Regions from separate parts of the Mus musculus genome. Here all the other regions are linked to region 3. Evidence: chromatin contacts called from public HiChIP or PLAC-seq and promoter capture Hi-C data. All regions are on one chromosome and are shown on one strand. The core of a region is the stretch at or near the end of the contact, and the rest is flanking DNA. Distances in the headings are between cores, read along the strand shown. Region 1 holds the start of Col4a3 (collagen, type IV, alpha 3). Region 2 holds the start of Rhbdd1 (rhomboid domain containing 1). Region 3 holds the start of Dock10 (dedicator of cytokinesis 10). Region 4 holds the start of Mff (mitochondrial fission factor).

Evidence for each region. Promoter capture Hi-C pulls out the DNA fragments that hold promoters and counts their contacts. HiChIP or PLAC-seq counts read pairs in DNA pulled down with a chosen protein or histone mark.
Region 1: a contact with region 3 is called in a promoter capture Hi-C map of hippocampal neurons, with 5 times the contacts expected there. The contact joins the promoter of Col4a3 here to the promoter of Dock10 in region 3. A contact is called at or near these places in 6 of 39 promoter capture datasets (the 3T3-L1 cell line, cranial neural crest, embryonic stem cells and 2 more).
Region 2: a contact with region 3 is called in a promoter capture Hi-C map of pre-B cells. The contact joins the promoter of Rhbdd1 here to the promoter of Dock10 in region 3. A contact is called at or near these places in 6 of 39 promoter capture datasets (the C10 cell line, the HPC-7 cell line, cranial neural crest and 3 more), 2 of 115 datasets of contacts at active chromatin or transcription factors (large pre-B cells and stem cell-derived neural progenitor cells) and 1 of 9 other capture datasets (embryonic stem cells).
Region 4: a contact with region 3 is called in an H3K27ac HiChIP or PLAC-seq map of thymic regulatory T cells, with 9 times the contacts expected there. The contact joins the promoter of Mff here to the promoter of Dock10 in region 3. A contact is called at or near these places in 5 of 39 promoter capture datasets (the 3T3-L1 cell line, 3T3-L1-derived adipocytes, hippocampal neurons and 1 more) and 2 of 115 datasets of contacts at active chromatin or transcription factors (the 230-238 cell line and thymic regulatory T cells).

The regions. Positions count from the first base shown.
Region 1 is chr1:82,584,115-82,589,967 of GRCm38.p6, reverse strand. It overlaps Col4a3 (collagen, type IV, alpha 3), which reads right to left and starts at 3,047. Exons shown (of 52, transcript NM_007734.2): 1 at 2,537-3,047. The coding sequence starts at 2,623. It overlaps Col4a4 (collagen, type IV, alpha 4), which reads left to right and starts at 3,119. Exons shown (of 48, transcript NM_007735.2): 1 at 3,119-3,349.
Region 2 is chr1:82,314,840-82,321,047 of GRCm38.p6, reverse strand. Rhbdd1 (rhomboid domain containing 1) reads right to left here and starts at 4,469. Exons shown (of 7, transcript NM_029777.3): 1 at 4,400-4,469.
Region 3 is chr1:80,755,567-80,760,886 of GRCm38.p6, reverse strand. Dock10 (dedicator of cytokinesis 10) reads left to right here and starts at 2,334. Exons shown (of 56, transcript NM_175291.4): 1 at 2,334-2,561. The coding sequence starts at 2,439.
Region 4 is chr1:82,721,454-82,727,159 of GRCm38.p6, reverse strand. Mff (mitochondrial fission factor) reads right to left here and starts at 2,270. Exons shown (of 9, transcript NM_029409.3): 1 at 2,076-2,270. C430014B12Rik (a long non-coding RNA gene) reads left to right here and starts at 1,239. Exons shown (of 4, transcript XR_865578.3): 1 at 1,239-2,373. It overlaps Col4a3 (collagen, type IV, alpha 3), which reads right to left. Exons shown (of 52, transcript NM_007734.2): 52 at 5,101-5,706.

The DNA of each region.
Region 1 (5,853 bases), core at 1,798-4,297, 1.8 Mb before region 3:
CTCAAGGTCACAGCTGGTTTGTAGGTTCAGCCGTGTTGGTACATGTCACGCAGGTACCAGTTAACTTGAGATATCTTTTCTCTGTAATATGGATCATTTTGTAATCTTTGAGGACACTGGTTCTGTTTCCTCAGAAGGTGCAGTGAGAATGATAATTCTGAATGTTTTTAACAAAGGCTCACTTGAAGCTTCAATAGGGACAGAGCAGATGGAGTCACTTTGGTAGTCATTAACTTAAGTTGTAATGTTTGACCTCTCCAAACTCAAAACAGAAATAATTTTACACGCAAGCTTGCATGATTGCAACATGATCGCATATGATATTAGCTGGAAGTTCTCTGGTCACAGGGTACCACATTTTAAAAATGAGATTTATATATTGTTATTTTATGTGTGAGTCTTCTCTCTGCATGTAGGCATGTGAGCATGTCTGTGTTGGTGTTTATGGAGGCCAGAAGAAGACACTGGATCCCCTGGGTCCTGAGTTACAGATGATTGTAAATGGGTTCTGGGACTCGAACCCAGATCCTGTGAAAGATTCACAACTGTTCTTAATTGCTGAACCATCTCCAGCTCCAGCTCACCCCTTGATTCTTCTGAGAGTCCCAGGTCCCTTCATAACCTCATTGCTTTTCTTCTAAGTCTGGAAAGATGATGATGATGATGATGATTACTGTTCTGGAACGTTCTTAGGCCTTTGTATAACATGACTTACTGGTTTCTGATAAAGCTGTTAGAGAATCCACATCAGTTTGCATGAGTTGTAGCCATCCTGTCCAGCAGTATTTAGTCACCTAGGTCAGTCAGTCCTTTTCATTCAGTCATTCACTCACTCACTCTTCATGTATTGTGTGAATATAGGCAGGCAAAAGACGCAACTTTCAGGAGCTGGTTCTCTTAATCAATTTAGGAATTGAGTTCATATTGTTAGTTTTCATACACTGAGCCATCTCACTAACCCTGAAAACTATTGTCTTTTGAGAGCCACTTTATATAGGTTGCAAAATGTTTTGGAGTATAAAGGCGAAGACACTAAGACACCAGCACATGACTGAAACGGTGGGTGACCAGATCAATTAACTTTAGCTCTCATTGAAAGCTGTGCAGGAAAGTGAAGAGATGAAAGAGGGAGATCTTAACCACAGATGCAGACAGGCCTGGAAGTTGCCAAAGGAGACATTTAATCTGAATATAGTTCTGCTAAAAATACAACTCTATATTGCTGTGGGTCCGTAGTTGTGGATCTAAGTGCATAGAAATGGAAAGAAACACCACAAAAAGCTGGGCCTGGGTGATTTGTGGGAAATGGGAAATCTAGAGGGATGGGATGCAGAGGAGTGTTAGCCTAGCTGTGATCCTGTAATGCTTCCCTTAAGAGGGAAGTGCAATGGAAACAAGCAGAGTAAATGCAGCCATAGGTCCTTAAAGTGTTCCCCGGTGACACATAAGGGAACACTAATCTCCAGTCACAGCCTCGGTCCTGTAAGACGGAGACACCTGCTCATCATCATTGGAGATGAAGCTCACCATACCCAAGACCACACCCAAGTCAACAAACAGCATCAAGCATCTGAAAAGTTAAATTTCTGATTCACAAACTGAAACCTAGCCAGCTCCTTCTAGGCTCCTCGTAGTTTCAAGGAGATTTTTATCTTTAGTGGCAAAAAACCAAGCATTATGGAGTAGATTCAAGTGAGCACAGGGTGACCCAAATTCCAAATAAAAACCAAAATCATCACAAAATTGCTTAATTCATCCTAATGTAAGTTCTGTGTCTTGATTTTTTTTTTTAACCGTGATGGCTTTTGTGTCCAGAGAGTCCAAAGAAACACTGAGCCCCAGTGAAGTCAGAGTTAAGGTGAGGTCTGGAAGGAGCAGAGCTGAGACTCCAAGGAGGAATTTCCTCCCAGGCTGGTGCACTTCATTCATTCACCATCCTGACATTACACCTTCAGAACCTTGGTCATTATTTTCATCTATCTATCTATCTATCTATCTATCTATCTATCTATCTATCTATCTATCTATCTATCTCTACCTACCTACCTCTCTATCCATCCATCCATCCATCCATCCATCCATCTACTACCAAACTCATCTATCTGATCATCCATCTATTATCTATATACCTCTTACCTCTGCCTTTTTGCTTATCATCATCATATACCTTATATCACTTACATTATATTTATTATCATCAGTTATCTTAGGTCCATCCATATCATCATCTGCCTGTCTGTAACCTAATTATTGCTATCCATTTTCTGTTCTCTGTAAGCTTTTGTTCCTCTATCTGGGACTCCTGGGGTCTTGGACCACTAACTGGCTCTCCACTTCTTCCAGCGCAGCACATTCCACCTGTTCCTCAGAGTTGTGTGCTGCTAGCCCATCCTGGGACTCAGGAGGAGCCCGCAGCTGAGCAACCCTCCAGATAGTGACTCAAAGACAGAACCCTAGTGAGTGGCACTGGCTTGTCTCACAGGAGACAGGCATAGCTCTGCTGCGGTGGGATCTGCACAACCTTTCAGGCACTCACCTTGCTAGCCACAGGAGAGGCAGCCAGGAGTAGCAGCAGGGTAAGCAGCAGGAACACCAGGAACCTTGGAGCAGTCTTGGAGTGCATGACGGTCCCGAGTCCCGGTGTTTTCTGTGTTCTGTGACCTACCGGACCCACGGGTTCTCAGGCGTCCATGTCCCCGGCGGGACACAGATTGGAGAGGCCCCGCAGTGACGCTCGCCTTGCTGGCCCACTGGGGCGAGTTTTGTAAGGGCTCGACCCACTGAGGTCTGTTTGTCCTCACCCAAGCTTTTGATTGTGACTCTAAGGGAGGGGAGAAGTGGCTGAGGTTCCGCCCTCGTCCCCTCTCCCTCCCAGTTCGCCAGGCACTGTCCCTTCAACCGGGCATCTTGCCCAGGAAGTGAGAAAAGGTTGGGCGCCCGCAGAGCAGGCAGGTGGGCGCAGCTCCAGGGGTCAGAGTGAAAGATGTGATGTCCCTGAGATCCTGGGACTTCGGTGCCTAGCGGGTGCAGGTCAACGTGAGGAATTTAGGGGTGTGCGGTAGGGAGGTGGCTGCACAGGGTGGGGGGAGTGGCCAGCAGCCCTGCCCAGATTAAGCGGGAGGCGCGCGGGAGTCTGCAACTCCGGAGGCCAAGTTTGCTGGCAGCTCTAGGGACTGCCCATCGGCTGCCGGCCTTCAACTCGCAGCCAGCACGCAGACCTGAGGCTGGACAGGCTGGGGAGAGGAACACGGTCACGGTCACGGGTGGATTCCCTCCAGCCATAACCTCGAGGAGCCTGTCTGGTCTGCCTGCTACCCTGCTGTTCCTTCTTTGCCCGGTTGCTCCCCAGGTAAGCCGCCCTCAGACAGGCACCGCCCCAGCGTCAGGGCACCTGCCTGGGACCAAAAGCATTTTAGCATCTAAGGGGTGGTGGCTGGGGAAGTTGTGGCCTTGGGGTCAGCAGAGGAGAGCTTACTTGGCTCCCGGGCTTCTCTGCCAGGGCTTGAACTGGGCACTATGTGTTTTGATTAATTTGGAAGCTCAAGTTACTGTCCTGGCAGTCTGGGCATTCCAAAATGCCAAGAGCAAGAGGCAGATGAGGGGAAAGAGAAAGCTCATCCTATTCTCTGAGTTGAACTGCTTTTCAGGCTAAACCTTATCTGCGGAAACGGAGGAGAAAATGAGAGCCAACTCTGGTCCAGGGTGTCCCTGCCTGGGAGGGCCTTGGATGCAAATGTCACTTCTGGCTTGGTAGGGTACATTGTTGCAGGGCTCTTACACTATCTCGTGCGGCAGACCACACTGAATGGAGTGTATCATTTCAAATGCACAGGCTACAGTAAAATCACAGTTTTGCTTAGATACTATCATCGCAGTGCTAAAGAAGAGAGGTAGTAACAGGCACGGAGGGTTATAATTACATGGCTTTGCTAGCTCTTTAAGGCACCCATAAAACAACCATAATATCATCACAGTGGTAACTGCGAACAAGGTCTTATGATAACCATCCGAATGTCATGAACGTATTAGTGGGTGGAAATTCAGCCACCAGCACTTCGGTGGCCTGTTAGCTGACGCTCATCACTGAAGAAAGGGCCCAGCTTCCATGAAGAAGCATCGAACATTTACTTGTCTCCGTTTTCTTGTACAAGTTCACTGGCCATCCTAGTTCCCTCTCCTTGCCCCACCACCCTCAGATTGTAGAGTGAAAGGGGCATCTTCCATGACATACAACCATGGCTATTCATTAGAGTCTCCAGAGGAATATCTAAAAGTTCCAGAGCCCAATGAATTCCAAACCACTTGTATCAGACATCTAGAGGACAAACTTAATGGTGCATGGTAGAACCTCTTGCAAGTTCTTTGTGCAAACGTGCTTTGTGGTCACTACTTTATTTTATTTTATTTCTTCTCATACATTACACTCCCACCACAGTCATTTTGGTTAGCTGTACTGAGTTAGGGTCTCTTTAGTAAAATAACAAGAGGACATTAATTAAAATCTTTATTAAGATTTAGGGACATTGTAGAGTTTGTGCCCAGATCATAAATGTAATCAGTCACATAGTGGCTTTAGGAAAGTTCTTGGGGGAATTTCTGTCATCCTCGTGGTGTAGGATGCCACTACTCTGATGTCCAAGAGACCTGAGAGGCATATGATTGCCTTTTATAAATTGATACTGCTTCTTAAAAAGAAAAATCAAGATCTTAGACTTGATATCAGATGTTTCTCCCCTTTGCAGGATTATAGAAAATTTAAATTTTAAATGGCTTTTCTCAAGGCCTGGTAGTTTCTTCCTCTCCTCTCTATGTATGATGTATTTGTGTGTGCATGTTCATGTGTGTGCTTATCCTTATGTGGGTGAGCAAGAGCCACAGAGTGGTGTGTGTGTGTGTGTGTGTGTGTGTGTGTGTGTGTGTGATAGAGTTGGTCTTCTGTTTCCACCCTGTTTGGGCCCCTTGCTCCCCTGACGTGTGAGCTTCCAGGGATTCTTCAGCCTATACCTCCTGTCTTGCTTTAGGAGTGCTGGGTTGATCGTTGCACACATCTGGTTCTTCATGCATCCTGGGATGGGAACTCAGGTCCTCACCTCCACAGCAGGCATTTACTCATTGAGCTGTATCCTCAGCACAGAGCCCTGGAGTTTTGATGGAAGAAAAGACTGAGATTATGAGCATTGGAAGGGAAGGGCAGTCACCTGCCTTATATTTCTGATGCAGCGGCAGAAGAAAATGAGATGTTGCACAGGAGGGAGGAAACAGATGCTCAGGAGCCTGGCATCTGAATTACCCCTCCGTTCTAAATCCTGTTGTACATACTGGTGTGGATTAACTTCTCCAGGGTGAACCCTTACTTTCTATAACATTGGTCTAATCATGGTGCCAGCTTCAGGGAGTTGTAGGACTCCGATAATCCCTCAGATCTGTCTTTTGTACAAGATGCTCATTTAAGCACCATTCCCTGCATTCTGACTGGAGCTGCATATGGGAAGAGAGATGGACATGGTGAGAGATGGTGGCTCAGTGGTGGCATGGTGTAGGGATGCTCTTCTGAGTTCAATGTGAATGAACAAGAACCAATGCAAAGCCCCATATTAACACCAGATTAGCACACTTTCAAAGCACCTAGACCCCTGCCTTGGCCTTCCTAATACCAGCAGCGTTGGCACACCCAGGAGCTGTTACGATCTGCAATCTCAGCAGCCAGCCAGGCTATCGAATCAGAATGTCATGGCCCAAGATTCAAGCTCTCTAGCAGATTCACTTGCAAATGAAACATGAAGAAGTGGCTTGTTTGGAAGCTAGACTTAAGCATCCATTCCTCACATACACTTCACTACACTGGCATTCTCT
Region 2 (6,208 bases), core at 3,220-5,719, 1.6 Mb before region 3:
AAGCATGGCATGTTGCCTGGGACAGACCACATCCTCCGTCTTGCTGAACTCCTCTTTATCCACTAGACAAAGAAACTCACACTTACTTCCTAAGGCCGCGGAGGAGAATGGATAAAAGCGCATAGCACGTGAAAGCGTGTAGTACACCACTGAAATTCCGTTTTCATTTTCCCTTCCTGTCCATAACGTAATGAGACGTCTCCCAGTGGAACCGGACTTTATTGCTTTGTAATTATGATGTGCATGTAACAACGTCCAAGAAACTAGATGGTAAATAACACCGACATGCAAGCCTGAATGCACACTGTCAGTTGGCTATCATCTGGATCCCAAAGGGCGCTTGCACACTATCTATTGCATCCCAGAAATATGACACATTTGCTTTTCTGAATACAGCCAGAATTACCCACCAGCTTTGAAATATCATCACCATGATGCTGCAAGCAGCAGCTGCGTGATTGAAAGTAACTCCCCTCCCCCACTCTCCAGCTGTCCCCAGGAAAACCCTCTCAATGTGTGAAAATGACAGTATTACTACTACCACCACTAATAATAACAAGCTAACAAATGGTTAGATTTGAAATTATTTTTCTGAGGATCATTATTAAATTAACTTTAACCCCCCCACACACACACACAAATCTACTTCACCATATGAATGAAAACCAGATGCTATCATCCAACAAAAATCACTGTGGGTTGTATACATAAGTATCCTTCTTTTGTAGACTTTGTTCCTCTTCCTCAGTCACTTAAGAGACTGAACAAAAGTTGAAATCCTAAATAGCTTTAACAGTGGTACAGCTGCCACAGTGTCAGGGATTGTTAACAAGCTGTAGGGTTCGTTGTTGTTTTTCTGCACAGAATCCCGTTTCTATAAAATATGGGACAAACTGAAGACTGTATGTGTTTGGGAGCCTTATGTTTGGTTTTTAATCATCACCCAGGACTCTGTATGAGAACCCAGACATATGCTTAGCCCAGAGACAAAGCCAGCAACTCTGCAGGGCAGGGGATCCCCAGTATCTAGACTCCTACCATCACAGTTTTAGGTACAGCTCATGCTCCGAGCTCTGCCTCTGACAGTTAATCATACACAGGTCCTCAGAACCCCACTTCTCTGGACACATTCTGGACCAGGAACCTGTGTACTCCAATGTCACTGATCTTAAAGCCTCCCAGCTCTTGAACCTTCTGGGTAAATTTCTGCTTAACAAGCTCCAAGTTAAAACAAAATAAGTCAACAAAGAAACAAACAAAACCCTGAGAATCACTGCTTGGATGCAATAATGGCAACATTAAAGAACAGCAGTTAATGGTTTTTCACAATAAATTTAATGTATATGTACATAAGTATATAACTTTTAATGTTTGGTTCCCTACCCTCATATAATATACTACAAAGTAAACAAAAGTATGGTCTGCTATGAATGCCTTTATGCATATGCCATTCATACACTCACAGTTAAATGTAGAAGCATGAAAAAAAAAGTAAGAACTTTGACATTTTTAAAAAGTTGAACACACTTGTGTTCTATTGTAAAGCATATGTATTGAAAAAATTACTTCAGGGTTAATAACATTTTTATGCATTTATTTACAGAAGTATCTTCTATAACATAACAGCATCACATGACACAGCTGACTGTATCAAATGAAATTGGCCATAGGACAATCAAAGATAGTTTGAAGTTAATTATCTCTAATTTGGAAACTATAAAAACAACGTCTAGAAATCACTGATTATGAGAGAACTAGTGTTCTTCTGGCACGCTGAGCTGTAATTTTCTCCAGTGTTTGCTTTTTCCTCACAGATTAGGAAAGCTTTGGTTCAGCATCTCCATCGCTTAAAAAGCAGTGAACACGTCATAAAACAACCTAGTACATAAAAGATGGAAATTAGCCGGGCGTGGGGGAGCATGCCTTTAATCCCAGCACTTGAGAGGCAGGGACAGCCAAGGCTACTCAGAGAAACCCTGTCTCGAAAAAGAACCAAAAAAAGAAAAAAAACAAAACAAAAAACAACAACAACAAAAGATGGAAATTAACAGGGCAGTCAGAATTAAATGTTAAACATTATATCTTCCCCTTTCAAAAAGAGACATTACCTAACATATAATGTAGTAGTAACAGTTAACACAGCATCTCATTTAACTTAGGTAGCTTCTACTTTACAGGAGAAATTAAAACTGGAAGGAAGCTAATCTGTCTATGGGGCATAATCAATACACAGAGGGAGGAATTCAAGCAGGGCTTGCCTGACCCAGAACCACAGCTATCTATCTATCTTACACAGAAAATAATAAAACATTAGGAGTCTCTGAAAAACAATCGCTTCATGATGGGACAGTATCACTTTGGTGGTAAGGTTAACTATTATGGATAGAAACAGGTATCACAAGTGATATATTTACATGACAATTTATTGCCCATAATATTCTGGAGTCTCAGCATGGCCTTGGCACCAGTGCTCTTTAGTCAAAGCTATGTGTTACACAGGCCACCACTAGTCACTGACCCTTTTTAACACTGTAATGAGCCTAGACTCAAGAACAGTAGCTTCAGACCCCAAATGATTATTTCTTCCTCTAGGTGAACCGTTGGAGAAAGGAATAGTTCTTAGAAAATGTTCCATGTAGTAATTTGGAGAAATAAAATAAAAATCATCCCGTTGGGAGCCTGTCCACTTAACTGTGACCGTCCCCAATGGACATGAGCCCTTCTTTGCTAAGATGGAGCCATACCATATATAGGGACAAAAGCTAAGGACAGAAACAGCTTTTGGTGGCGGGGTGCTAGCCACCACTGTATGCTTCTTTGTAACTCTGGTCTGGCCTTTACCAAACTACAGGACAAACTTAGGTATAACTAAGTTGAAGAAACAAGAAGGGCAAAGACCTTTAAACCACCTTGGCACAATTTCTAATAGTTCATTTTCTAAAATACCACAATGTAAATAAAATTAGTGGCATAACGGACTGCTGTAACTTTCTCGCTTGATGTGGCTGTTTGCATAGGGTCTCATGATGTAGCTCTGACTGGACTCCAAACTTAGGATATCTCTTGCCTCAGCCTCCTGAGCATTGCTGTTACAGGTGTGAGACATCCATAACTATCCTGTATCTAAATTTTTACTATTCATAAGTAGTTGGGATAAAAGTCTTTGCAGCAGTCATAAAATCATGCACTCCAACTGCTCTCTAACCCTACACCTCGTCCTTCCTCCACGACCTGTGCGCTTTCTTCATGCAGGTCTAGTAACTTCTCTTGGAGTGTTTTGTATGGGTTATTGCTACCCACTTGTTTTCACATGTCAACACTTAGTACTATGAAGTCACAGTTAAATGATTCGGTCAAGATTCCAGATCTAGAAAATACCTCACCTTACTCTAACCTCATTATGTATAAAATTCCATAACGAGTGAGTACTTTTTACGCTGTTATTCGTCGAACTCAGTACCCGGAAGTGCTAGAATGGACCGAAAGGCTTGCTCAAAGGGGTATGACACTAAAATCTGTACTGCCAACAATTCCCTCAGAAGATGCTGTTGATGGAGAGCAAACCCAGGACCAAGGCAGGAGCACTTGCTCTCCTGGAATGTACCAGAACACTAGAAGATCCGAAGCAGAATCAGTAATAGAAGCAGGAAGAAGGTAAATGAGGTTAGGACGTTGGGATGAAAAGTAGAGGGGGAAAAAAAAAAAAAAACAAAAAACCTGGCACCATGCCCCCCCCCCCAAAGAAAACCTGGTGTCATGAAGCTACTGAAAGGGACTTTTATAAATGAGTCTGACAACTGAATCTTAACCGTGCAATAATTAGATATTACAGTTGTTATTGTTGTTGTTGTTGTTTTAAATAATGCCTGTTTTGGAAAAACGGAAAGGCATGTGTGAAAAGAGAAGAGGTGAAGTCCCTCGGGTGTATGTCTGTCCTCTATTCTGTGGTACAGACAGCCTTACAGAGGTTAGGATGGGTCTGTGTGTTTGAGACAGAAGTGGCCGCCCCCCCAACCACCTGCCACTGCAAGCTCTGTGCAAGCTGATGCAACTTCGCCTCAAACTTCCTGAAGTCGGAGGAACCTCGCAAAAGCCTATCCGGGCAGCCTAGATCTCCATGAGCCAGGGAAGCGGTACCGGTGCGACTGCCCCTGCGACCCCATCCCGGCCGGCCGGAGGGGAGAAGAAGACCCGGACCCGGCGGGCCGGCTCCTCCGCCCGGTCCCTAAGCAGCACTTCCGCCCAGCGGACCCTGGCTGGCCCCATAGCAGCGCTTCCGCCCGGCCCGCAGCGGCCCGGATCTCAGCCCCGGCCCCGCCATCCGTGGTCCCGGGAAGCCGCAACACACGCCGCACAAAAGCGATGCCATACACTCAGCTGAAGAGACGCGGAAACTCACTCTCTCTAAGACCCGCTTGCGTCCTCACGTACTCCCGCGCTCGTGCGTCACTACGTCTGGACGCCGAATCCGGAGACTCAACTTCCGGCACGGACGCCGATTCCGCAGGCTCCACTTCCGGCGGCCTAGGGAAAGGAGCGGCAGTCTGCGCATGCTCCGTGCTTCGTACTGCCTTTTCGGCTTCCTCTAGCTAATGCGTAGCGCTCATCCTATTCAACCCTTAGCAACAAGGGTGTCGGTGTGCTTTTACAGCCATAACTAACTAATAATCACTTACCACGCGCACAGCGCATGAGTCGCCTATGGCCAGCTCCCTCAAGGCCAAAGTTTCTTCCCGGTGCAGTGTAGTCTACCAAGTGGACGGTGGAGACAGTAGCTGTTCCCAATGGGCCTCAGGAGAGCTGCTTATCCCAGAAAGTAGGCCGGCGAAACAGGGCCACGGTGTACATTTCATTCCCCAAGCACAAACACGAGGCCACACTGCTTAGCCTGTTTACTGCTTTAAGGGCTCGTGAGAAAAGGTTTTTGTGACTTAGGTCGTTTGATGCAATTTTCTCCTTCTAACGTGGAACCAGTTTCATGGGCAGCTTCTTCTAAAGGCAATGCTGCATTTGTGTCCTACAAGAAAACGATGTTTGGTGTAATTATTTTTCTAGTAATTAGAGGAGAGCTCCACCTTTTCAAGGCATGAATTGGGTGCAGGTATATTTACCAAAAGGCTTAGTAGCCACGTCTAGTTAGCATATTAAAAACTTCCCAGTCCCCCAAAAGTTAATCTTCTATTGTATAACAGAAGAAATTCTCCTAAAAAATTTTCCCTTGTAGTTGGAATTTGAATGAAAATTTCCCACACTATTAGGAGATATAGATGAGAATTTCAAGTGACAAAATTCTTAGCAAATTCAAGAATGAATTCTTATAATTTAACCCCTTTCAGGTATAAAAAAAAGTGGGGGGGTATGTAAGTCCAAGACTGACATTGCGAAACTGCATTCCTGGAAATGGAACCCAAGTGAGTAGGGGGAACTAAATTGCATGTAGAAATATATCTCCTTAGGAAGAAAACATGAATGCAATTTCTCAAAAGGAGAGGTCTCTATTTGTTCTTCCCACCAATTCTATGCATCCATTCCATTAATATACTCTTGCTTTATATTCTCTGTCAGTCTACCCCTTTCTATACTTACACTGTTTTTGTTATTATCTTGTTTTTAAGTGCAGAAGTGACTTTAAAAGAGCCGCAAATCAAGTCTCAAATCAGTAATCTCAAAAAAAATGCAATTGTAAATAGACAGGGCTTAGGAATGTTCTTGGGGAGCAGGCTGTGATGGTGAACACTAATGACCCCACAGTTTGAAGGTAGAGACAGGAAGATTGGGAGTTCAAGGACAGCCTCAGCTATATAACTTCAAGACCAGCTTAGTCTATATGACATCCTGAATCATAAAAAGTAAAGAAAAAAAACATTTTAATCCTATTTTAAATATGAGTAAAATGTTTCATTGGCATATAAGAGGACAGAGAAAAACCATTTTTTTAATGACCTCACCAGACATAGGGGCAAACACCTGTAATCTCTCCACTTGGAAAATAGATGCAAGAATATCAGGAGTTCCCATTATCTGGGTAATAATTTCCTAGCCTAAACTTTAATAGAGGGACAGTCAGAATTCTTACATGTAAACAAAGCTTAAAATTACTAAAGACTCAAAGCCAGACTAAGTCCTCTAACGTTTTTGTAGAAAAGCAAGTCATTGTTACATTACCTTGTAAAAATTATAATTTTTAAGTTCTCAAAAGTATTTTACT
Region 3 (5,320 bases), core at 1,085-3,584:
GGTTTGTTTTTCATTACCCATAAATATCTGTAACTCCAGTTCCAGTGTATATGATACCTTCTACTGGCTCCCAAGGGTACCAGGGACACACACACACACACACACACACACACACACACGTATATGTGTATGTGTACGTGTACATGTATATGTATTTGTATGTGTATATGTATATGTTTATATGCCACTCAGTAGCAACTCACAGTGTACCCACTGTGAAAGGGCTCTGACTCTGACAAGCAGTACAGAGCTCACTGAAGTTTCTGCTTCCAAAAGGCTCCGTTTCAAACAGAGTCACTAACTTGTAAAACATGACTGGAAATTTGCTAGGAAGAGGAGACAGACGGTGGTAAGCAGGATCCTGACTTCTACTCCCAGGTATCTGCAATTCCATGGGTGACTGTGACCTAGAAGTGTAAGCCAAGTAAGTCCTTTCCCCTTCAGGTTGATTTTGGCCAGAGTGTTTCAACACAGCAAAATAAGTTCAAACCTCAACTGTTGCTGTACCCAAGATGCACTCTAATACAAGTTCTACGTCCTCCTTCTCAGTTGATTCACAACATTATTGGGACATGGATAGAGGAAACACACACACACTCGTTCACAAATCCTTCCATACCAGCGGATGGTAGTGACCTCCCAGAGCTGGAGAGGGTAAAACTGGTGTCAAGAATAAAACTAAAAGTGATTTCCTGATACATGATGCAGTTGAAGACATGGTTGCATGTGCTATTCAGTGTATTGCTCTGCTCATGTTCAACTTGACACAACCGAGAGTCTCCTGGGAAGGAGGAATGACCCTCGGTTGGAGAACCGCCACTATCAAGTTGGCCTGTGGCCATATCTGTGAGAGATTGTCTTGATTGATGATTGATATAGGAAGGCTCAGCCCACTGTGGGCATCACTACCCCTGAGCATCAGGACCTTGACTGAGTAAGATAAGATGAACGGAACTGAAAGCACCCAGATCTAAGCACAATGCATCCTCTCTTCCTCAAGTTGATTTTAGCCAGAGTATTTCAACACAGCAAAATAAATTCAAACCTGAACTGTTGTACCCAAGACACACTATGACTCATGTTCTGTTACTACAGTCTTTGCTTCTAGACCATTTTTCTTTTCTTGCCATCCTCCTGCCTCAGCACTCAAGTCTTTGACTGCCTCAGACTTCCTGAGCCTTTGAGAGTCGTGCATAATCATGAGTTATTCAGTTATACTATACACCAGACAGTATTCTAAAACAGGGGGGGAAATGGTTACAGTTTGTCAAAAAGTTAAGACAGAGTCACACTGTGTGTAACCCAGATTTTCCTCAAAGAGAGCCTGTTAGCCTACTATGTGAGAAACACCAGGCACACCACAAGCTAAAAAAAATGTTTTTAACTTTAGAAAATCCAGAGGCCACAGATCCACAAAAAGGCCCTTAAGAAATCCAGAATGTCCACACAGCTCTCCCAGGAGCCTTGGTCTTTCACCCACCCACACTGGGCAGAGAACCACCCTGCATGTGACTCCAGATAAGAATTTTAGAATACTTTAATCAGATAGCTCGAGGCAAGGGTGGGGGGGGATTTGATAAGAAAGCAGAAAAATAGACTAAGAACCACCCACCCTGTCCTACTCACCCTACCCTGTAACCCAACAGCAGTTCTTATTCATCCTAATTTCCACCCTGAAATCCCTTACATTACCCAGATAGACACTAGATTTTAATTCAAATTAGTATGCAAAGTTAAGGAGGCATTTGGTAAACCATCCTATATGGTCTTATTTACAAGAGCAGTGTAGCTGGTATAGAGTAGGGACGCAGTTGAGGAAAAATTGGCGGAAGGTGTGAATTCACACCGACTATCCCAAGACCAAGTAAGGAATCTGGGTCCCCTAGAGACTTCAAAGTAAGGGGCCCAGCCACCAGAGGGATCCTTACTTAATAAAACCTCTGACCCACCTCCAAGGGTGCACAGGATACCTAAGATCAACCCTTCTCCACTTCCTAACCTCAGAATGTAGGTCTGATCCTCAAAAAAACGCCAAATCCCCAACCCTCTATGAGCATCGGATTGAGAATAGGGCGGTAAGCAGGTCCCAGCAGAGGCAGCCCGGCATCAGTACCGAGTCGCGGGTGGGCGGCGCGGGTGGAGCCACCCCCACGCGCGTCCCGCTGCAGATGCGCCCTAGCCAGGCAGAGTTGGCCGCGCCGCCCGAGAGGCGCAGAGTTTGCAAAGTCGCCGCGGAGCTTGAGCGGGAGCGAAGGGGGTGGGCAGAGTGGGGGTGCGCGCGAGAAAAACCCGCCTCTTGTGAGTTGAGCGGGGAAGAGGGGGGGAAAGGCTCTGAGTTCCGCTTCCTGAACGGCGGGTGGGTAGAACAGGCTGGCGCGGCCAGGGGACCGGCGGGACACACTCGCTCCGGGGCCGAGGCGCGAGCGGCACGGCCCGCGATGGCCGGGGAGCGGACCCGCAGGTTCACCCGGAGCCTGCTGAGACCGGGACAGGCGGCCGAGCTCCGGCACAGCGCCGCGTCTGCCGCCGCGGTGGCCGTCAGCAGCCGTCAGCAGCAGCGGGTGAGTGCCCTGCGTCCCTCGCGCCACGGCGGGGCTTGCCCAGGGACCCCAGACAGGCCTTGTCGCCAGCCCTGTGAGCCCCTGCACGGGAGCTAGCTTGTCCTCCACCCCGAATTCGCTCCCCCACAGAGCGACCCCGGAGTCACCTCCTCCAAGCAGTGTCACCAAAGAATTAAGGACCAGAGGCGCATTGGGGGACTTTAGGAACGCGGGACGCTTAGATGAGCAGCTGCGTGGGAGAGCGTGTGCCTACGTTTTAAGGGGGGTGGAGGAGGCGGGAATGCATCCAGTCTGGCTCAAGGTGACAGGGTGACAGGGACCTGGGGCGGCGGGTGGGGGCGGGATAAAGGGGTGGGGGGAGCTAAATGGATGGAACCTGTAGATCCACAAGTCTGCGCGCCCCTCTCCTCCCCGTGGAACCTAGAAAAGATGTAGTGAGCTAGCTCTTCAGCCAGACCAAAGCTGAAACCCCCACCTTCTATCTAGTGAGGAAAATCTGCAATTTGCACAGATCTCCCTCCCCCCACAGGCTGGAACCCAACCAGCCACTTTATACTGTTGCAGAAAGAGCTGGGGGAAACTGGGATGAAGGGGACGTGGGTTATTAAGTAGCCAGTGGCTTCTGGTGTGTTTTGAAGCGATTTCACGGGAATCTCCTTCCAGAAGGTTTCCCCTGGTTACTTCCTTGTCGAAATGCCTTCTAAGTATTGGGTGATTTCCGCGGGAAGTCCCTGAGGCAAAAGCCAGCATCAGGTGCCCAAATCATACCCGTGCATCACGAGATATTCATAAATTCCAGTAGGTGTCACACTAAGGGATGAAAGCAGCAAGCAGGGAGCGCACATCAACTGTGGTAGAAATGGGTAGCCCGTAGGGAGTAGCCTTCCAGCAAGAGTGGGGCTCAGCCACGGAGCTCTTGGCCTGACTTTGTTGGACCAGAATCCTCGTTGTGGGTTTCATTTTCCTTTTTTTTGCCAGTAAATACCATTAGGAATTAAACAACCCTATTTAAGAGTGTCAAAGTGTTGCCTTTGCCAGTCACCGAAGAGGAGGGAGCCAGATCTGGTCAGAGCCAGTTCCCACAGCCAGAAGCCTCTCTTAAAGCCAGAGGTCGGGAAGCTGAACAGAGCGGAAGCAAATTGCCTGGCAGAGGGACCAGAGCAGCAAATGCACAGAGGGTGGGGGGTGGGGGTGGGGGATGGGGAAGCCTGGAGTGTGAAAAGAACTGGTAGCCAGGCTGCCCTTTCCTTCCCTTTCCCTCACCACTGGCTGCAATATGCAGCTGCCAGAGACAATTCAACTGTTACCTAATCCCTTGACAGTGCCAGCCTGTGGTTTTGATATCTGTATGCATATTTTTAAGGAAGAACAGACAAACTGTCAAAAACGGGCCATTCTGAAAAGCGGGTGGAGCTATTACAGAATCAGACACACATAAGACAGTAATTTTACCTTGTAAAGCAGTGGTTCTCAACCTCTGAGTCTTGACCCTTTGGGGTTCAAAGGACCCCCCTTCCACAGGGGTTGCCTGAGACCTTTGGGAAACACAGTTACCTGACAATTCATAAAAGTAGCAAAATTCCAGATATGAAGTAGTAACAAAAGTAACTTTCTGGTTGGGGGTGGAGGAGTCACCACAACTTGAGGAACTGTATCAAAGGGTCTCAAGATGAGGAAGGTTGAGAACACTGTCTTAGGGGATTCCTTAGGTTTGTGCTTTTGTTATTCTGTCATTTGCTTTATGTTAAAATTGCTTTGCCATTAATTCATTTTAGGGACTCTTTGTAAAAACATAACAAGGTTTAGCATCCACCTCGAAGCAATAGCATGGCTTCTTTTATTTGTGTCTTGTTTTGCAGTGGATTCTCATAACGTTTCTGCAGCAATGGAATTTTTATAAATATTATGTATCCCTTCTAAACACACACACACACACACACACACACACACACACACACACCCCTCCAAGACGACCTTACATTTGAAACCCTAGTGAGGTCTTGTCACAGTGAATGAGCACAGTGTTCTTAAGGGTAGCAGTAAGGGGCACTTCACTGGCACAGGTGCCCAGCCTTCCTCACTTCAGCACCTTGGCCAACACTCCAGAACCAGCTCTTGCCAAGATATTTCAAGGGATAGTACACATCTAGGCAGGCAGGGCTGGCAGTGATTTTGGCAGGAAGACATGAGCTCTGCTCTCTCCCCTACCCCTACCGTTTCTCCTGAAAGGAAGCAGGAAAGGTTGGTTTGGTTTTTTTTTTTTTTTTTTTTTTCACTCATTACCACACTCAGTGGGACCAAGAGGGCCACTGTACCTAAAGCCTCAACATTAGCCTACATGGTACATGTTCATCAGAGGTTTGCATTGATCCAGCTTCTTCAAGCTCTATAGGTCTGCTGCTCTGTGTTCTCAAAGACTGTTTGTCAAAGGGAAGTGGGATGACGAAGATATGACGGGGAGACAAAAGGATAATGAGAACATATTGTGGTTTGTCTATTTTAATACAAGGTAGTAGATGAGTGTCTGTGTGCTGCAGCGAACGGTCCTCTCTTATACCGAGGGGCTCAAGGAACTTCTAGTGAAAAAAAAAATCTATTTCACTTCTAAGTTTATAGTCTTTTTCTGAAAGCCTTTCAGAATGCTACAGAGGTTGTTATAAATCTTGGCCTGTGTTCTCACTAATAAAGATGGATGAGGGGGTCAAATTAACTACACCTGAGATTGAGATGAAGTCTTTGAAATATATTTGGGGTGTGGA
Region 4 (5,706 bases), core at 1,021-3,520, 2.0 Mb before region 3:
TAAATAAAAGCCACAAAGATTTACAACTTTACACTAATAAACAAAGAATTTCAAAAGTACCAAATTTTGATGTCTTAGAACAGACAGTCACCATGTAAGGCAGCAGCTCTCAACCCGAGGGTCTCGACCCCTATGGTTGTTGAGTGACTACCACAGTGGTTGGACACTTTTGTGATATTTATAATACAATTCATGACAATAGCAAAATTGCAGTTATGAACTAACAACAGTAATAATTTTATAGTTGGTTACCACAAAATGAGGACTGTATTAAGACAATACTACTGCCTCAGTTTTTAGATTGTATGTTTCAATAAAACAGAGGAGGACCTAATTATTTTTTCTTTCTCATTAAAACTATGGTACTTTGGGTATTCTTTGGTAACAAATAAACTTAATTTGGGGCTAAGGTTTTACTCCCACGTCTTTGGTCATTACATGCTTGTTGTATACCTTGAGATAAATCTCCTTCAGACTCCTATCTGATACCACAGCTCCACTTTCTAGGCCACACCCAAACATCCGCAATGTTTTCCAATTTCATCGGGGTCCCGTACATTACACTCAATTTCTTCTTTAGGTTGGCTTTCATTTTTAAAAACACAAATCTATTTTTAAGGGACTATTTACCCTTAATTAATATTCACTACCTTTGAACCATAAACTTGCTGTACGCATATAAACATATGTAACAAAACCAAAACTATTTAAAAAAATTAAGTCGCAGTGAATCAAAGGTCTAATCTAAGAACTGCTGAAGCTCTGAGTCAAAACCTTGAAGATACACAGGCACAGGCAAGGACTTTCTGCAAAGGGCTCCGAGAGGCTGAGGAAACACCAGCAAGAACTGGCATCATGTAACATACAAACTTTCTGTAGAAATTAAGAGTAGAGAGATTCTACGGGATCTTTGTTGGGTAGTCATATGGCAGGGGGCTCACATCTAGAATTATATAAACAACCCAAAAACCTACTAAAGGGACCCCCCCCCCCCGTATCTATTAACAACAAAAATGTCACAACAGCAAGGAGAGAGTAACAGAAGAAACTTTGTAAATCTAAAATGAGGCAGCCCTATCAGACAGGAAGAGAGCTAACACAGTTCCTTCCAGTAGTTCAGTAAAAAAACATGTACTCAGAGACACCACTGAGGAGCTATCTCAATTCACAGGTCCTCGAAACCAAAAATTAGACAACCCGTTATCCACATATAAACACACATACACACCCCTCCTCAAGCAATCTAGTTGCGCTCAGAATACTAAATAGGGCTCAATGGTCCTACTTTCCCTAAAGGTTTTTCTTTGGGGAATCTCATTAGTAGCCAAAGCGACTGAGGGAGAAAGGAATGTTTCTCACCTGGGAAAAAGGGCATCCCCATTCACTGGCTCCCCGTGGGAGGCCTGCTTAGCATTATTGGGCACAAGTTTTAGTCTTCTGGAATTAGAGAGCACCACCAATTCAGAGACAGCGTTGCTCTTCCCAGAAAATGCGTCCTGCTCCTGAGCTAGTGGGACTGGGACGCTGGTTTGTTTGTTTGTTTCTTGTTTTTGTTTGCTTGTTTGTTTTGCAATGACAAGTTTTTAGCAAATGGAGGTCAGGGGCTATGGGGGACCTGGACCCCAGCTTAGCGTGGGGTGCGGGGGTATAGCCCGCAACGCCTCCAGCGAGCAAGGATGCTATGGCCAGCCCGGGGTCTCCCAAAGGCCTTTAGTTATACGGATTTTACACAAAACAAAGAGTTACTTTTAAACGCGACAGACTCAAGGTCAAACTGCGAGGTGCTTGGGCCCGTGGAAGAGATGCCCGAAAAAGCCCAGATCCAAACTCACAGGCTTCCTTCCGTTTCCTAACCCCAAACTAATAGGTGTTTTTCGTTTTGTCAGTAAAATTCGATTTTTGTTTCACAGAACAAGATGCGGAGGTAGAAACGGTGAAGAAGCCGGTCCCAAATATTTACAGGGCAGGGACCTGATGACGGGCCAAGGCCGGGGCCGCTCCGCCCAGTCTGGAGAGGGGTGTCACTGCCGCGGCGCTAGGCCCGGAGTCCTGCTTGGGGAGACTAGAGCACTCACCCTGGGCCTGCTGGAGAGTCCCCGGAGAGAGGGTCGCCGCCCGCCGGCTCCGGGGCACTCGGGTGAGCGCTCGCAGAGGCCGTTGACCGAGCGCACCGAGGCGCCCGGGCAAAGAAGCGGCGGAGCGGCCGCGACGGGCCGGGACAGACGCGAGAACGGCCAGGACTGACCCCTTCCAGGAGCCGTAGCGGAAGTAGGTTTCTGGTCATGTGACGAGAGAAGGGCGGATGTTGCATGCAGGCTCCTGAGACGTCGACGCGGAGCCATTTTTGTCGTGGGCAAAGTACTTCCGTCTCAGGTGATTCCTGTTGAGGGGGTTTCTAGACTTTGCGATCTTTAAGAACCTTGCGTTTGCAGGTAAACTGGTAACCTGTTTTAAAGGAACGCCTGAATAAAAATTCTTATGGTGGCCCGCGAATTTGCATATATAACTAAATATTGGAAGTAATTCTTCAGCAGTCTAATTGTGATTTCCCTAAAACTTACAAATTAAGAATCCGAGAAAAGGGGAAGCTGAATTGGGTTTCAAGATAGTAGGGGTCAGAAATCTCTTTCAAATCTAAACACCCAACTTGTGGCTCCCCTCTGGAAGGCAAGAACCATACTTGCTCATAGAAGGATAGACGGGAAGCCAAATCAGGAAATACGACGTGTGCCTCTATTTTCATAACCTAGCAACTTCACCCACTGTTTCTCATCCTTGGTGACAACCAACCAGGGTTAAAGAATTTTTTTTTTTACAATCTGTTCCATATTATAGTTGAGCCTGGTGCCACACTCTTGAAATCCCAGTATTAGGGACTTAGGAGCTAGAAGCTATAGGATCAAGAGTTCCAGACCAGCCTCAGCTAAGTATTGAGTGGAAGGCCTGTGTCATTATCTATATCAAACATACACACTCTTTTTTTTTTAAACAGTAAACACCTTGATACTTTAAAAAAAAAGATTAATTTATTATTATATGTAAGTACACTGTAGCTTTCTTTGGACACACCAGATGAGGGCGTCAGATCTCATTACGGATGGTTGTGAGCCACCACGTGATTGCTGGGATTTGAACTCAGGACCTTTGGAAGAACTCTTAACCACTGAGCCATCTCTCCAGGCCCATACATGCTCTTTTTCTTGTGGTTATTTCCTACTAATAGAGTCTAACATGTTTATATTGGTTTAAATATATGTAATCTAGAAACAGTTTTAAGTGTTTGTGAGGATGTGCATAGGTTATCTGCAACCATCAATTTTATATAAGAGACATAAGCTTGTGGATATGAGCTGTGATTCTAGAACAAATTTCTCACTCCCTTGTGCAAAGGAAGAGTATTTACTCAAGTGATATAGTCTTGAATCTAAAAATACTTCCAAAGTCAATCTTTGGCTCATTCTTATAACTACAGTTCTAAGGAACCAGAAGTAAGAGGGTGGGAGGATTGCCAGCACTACACAATGAACCCTGACTCAAAACAACAACAAAAACCCAAACAAAGAAAATCTCAGATGATCCCCCAGAAGTGTTATTTTCCTTCAAAATAATGTGTCAAACTTTCTGAATTTCATTCTTGTGTGTCCTTCCTAATATTGGTTTAAGATAAGCAAAATTTCCCTTTACCTTCTGAAGGTCTCAGTGAGACCCCAATTAAATTGGCATAAAACAGCAGGTGAACAGAATGGAAGCATACACTTTTAATTAGTAATTTTTGCTTGTATGTTGGAATATTGAAAAATGAAGACACAAAGAAGTTCTTAGGATCTATAATCTGTATCAGAAGCTGACCATTGTAGTAAATTGTAAAAATGTGAGAAGACACTTTTTAAGTGTCTTTGTCTCAAAATAATCTTTATTTCAAAGGGGCCTACTGTGGGTGGTGTGTCCTGCTAATTTATAGTGACAAGTAATCCTCCTTTACGGACAGATTAAATAACATTATCCTGTCATTCCAAGTCAAGGCCTTTGGGGGTAAGTATGGATAAGCTAGGTAAGCCATACATTATCAAGACTTTTAAATGTGTTCTCTCCCTCTCACTCATCCCTCTTTCTCACCCCTCTTCCTCTCCCTCTCCTTTTTTCCCCTTCTCTCTCCTTTCTCTCTCTTATCCCTCCCTTTCCCCATGGCAACTTCCTTGTCCTCAGTCCTTGGCACCAGTGAACTCACCCATTTGCCGGACAGCATCTTCCCAATAAACCTGTCTTTAATCTAATCTAATCTGGTTTAAATGGGTTGATTTCAGCAGCAGCAGAGAAATAACCTATCAAGGGTCTTATTGCTCCCTTACACTTCTTAAATGTTGCAGACTTCTTTTTCTTTTGTCCCTAGCCCTTTCTTTTCAAAGTTTTGAAATGACTTTTAAATAAAGATCCATAATTCAGTTATCAAACCCAGGTCTTCTTCTGTAACCCTGATTTATCATTTATCTTTGGGCATCATGTGAGTCTATTAAACAAGACAGTGTTTCATAGAATGTCAGAGCACCTAATAGTGTGTGATACAGTCTTAAATGAAAAGTTATGTGGCATGAATGGTGCTTCTTCCATGCACATGGAAGTCTATTCCTTCTTGTGTCCTGTATTATAGATTCATGATGGGTCTTCCTTTTCTTCTCTCACTCATGTGTACATTTCTGTTTGTGACTTAATGCCATTGGCTTTTTCTATAACCTCATAATATATAAAACCAAATAATCTCATCCACTTAGTTTAGCTTCATCCTGATGCATGACTTCTAGCCATTGCTACTTAGGTTTCCCATTAGGGATTAAACCCTGATAGGTTTTACCTTATTTCCCCTTTTCAACTCAGACATTCTTCAGTTACTGTTTCTCGTTTATGGCAAGGTTACTTTTTTAGGCATCAAGATTCAGAATACTATAGTTATCTCTTACTATCTTAATTTGATGGTTATTTTCGGTGAAAATTAGTATTCTTTGATATTCTTCTTAATTTCAAAGTTGTGTATTGCTTTATAGTGACTATTATTTTTACAGTCCAAAATAAACTATCTTCCACTAGAAAAAAAACCCAAAATATGATAGAATTGTTCCTTTTCTTTTATTTTGACAAAACAATAGAACTTTAGTTATATTTACAGAAATATTAGTACATTGTAATACATTATAATTTTGTCAGGATATAACAATATAAAATATTTGATATATTTTAAATAAATTTCAAGTGGTTATTGAGAAGAATATTAAATTAAGTTTAGTGGTAGCAAGCTACATTTGAAATATAGAAAACCTTTGTAAAATTAACAATAAAATTCAAATTTAAACATTTTTAATACTTTTATAAATAAATTAATAATGTGTTATCTTGCAAAAAAAGAACAATTGACAAGTTGGTTGTTTTAGCACACTGTGAAACTCCAAAGTTGAAGCACCAAAATTGAAACAAACGTTTTGTTAATCAGTTAAAAATGTTGAAAGATTTATTTGTATTTATGTGGCAGTGCCTGTGCTAGTGAATGCCACCTATATGTGGGTATCCTTGAATGCCACCTATATGTGGGTATCCTTGGAGGCCAGCGGGGTCCCTTTGAGCAGTCCTGAGCTGCATGACCTGGGTATTGAGAACTATACTTGGGTTCTCTGCAGAGAAACCAGCACTCTGAACTACTGAACCATTTCTCCAGCC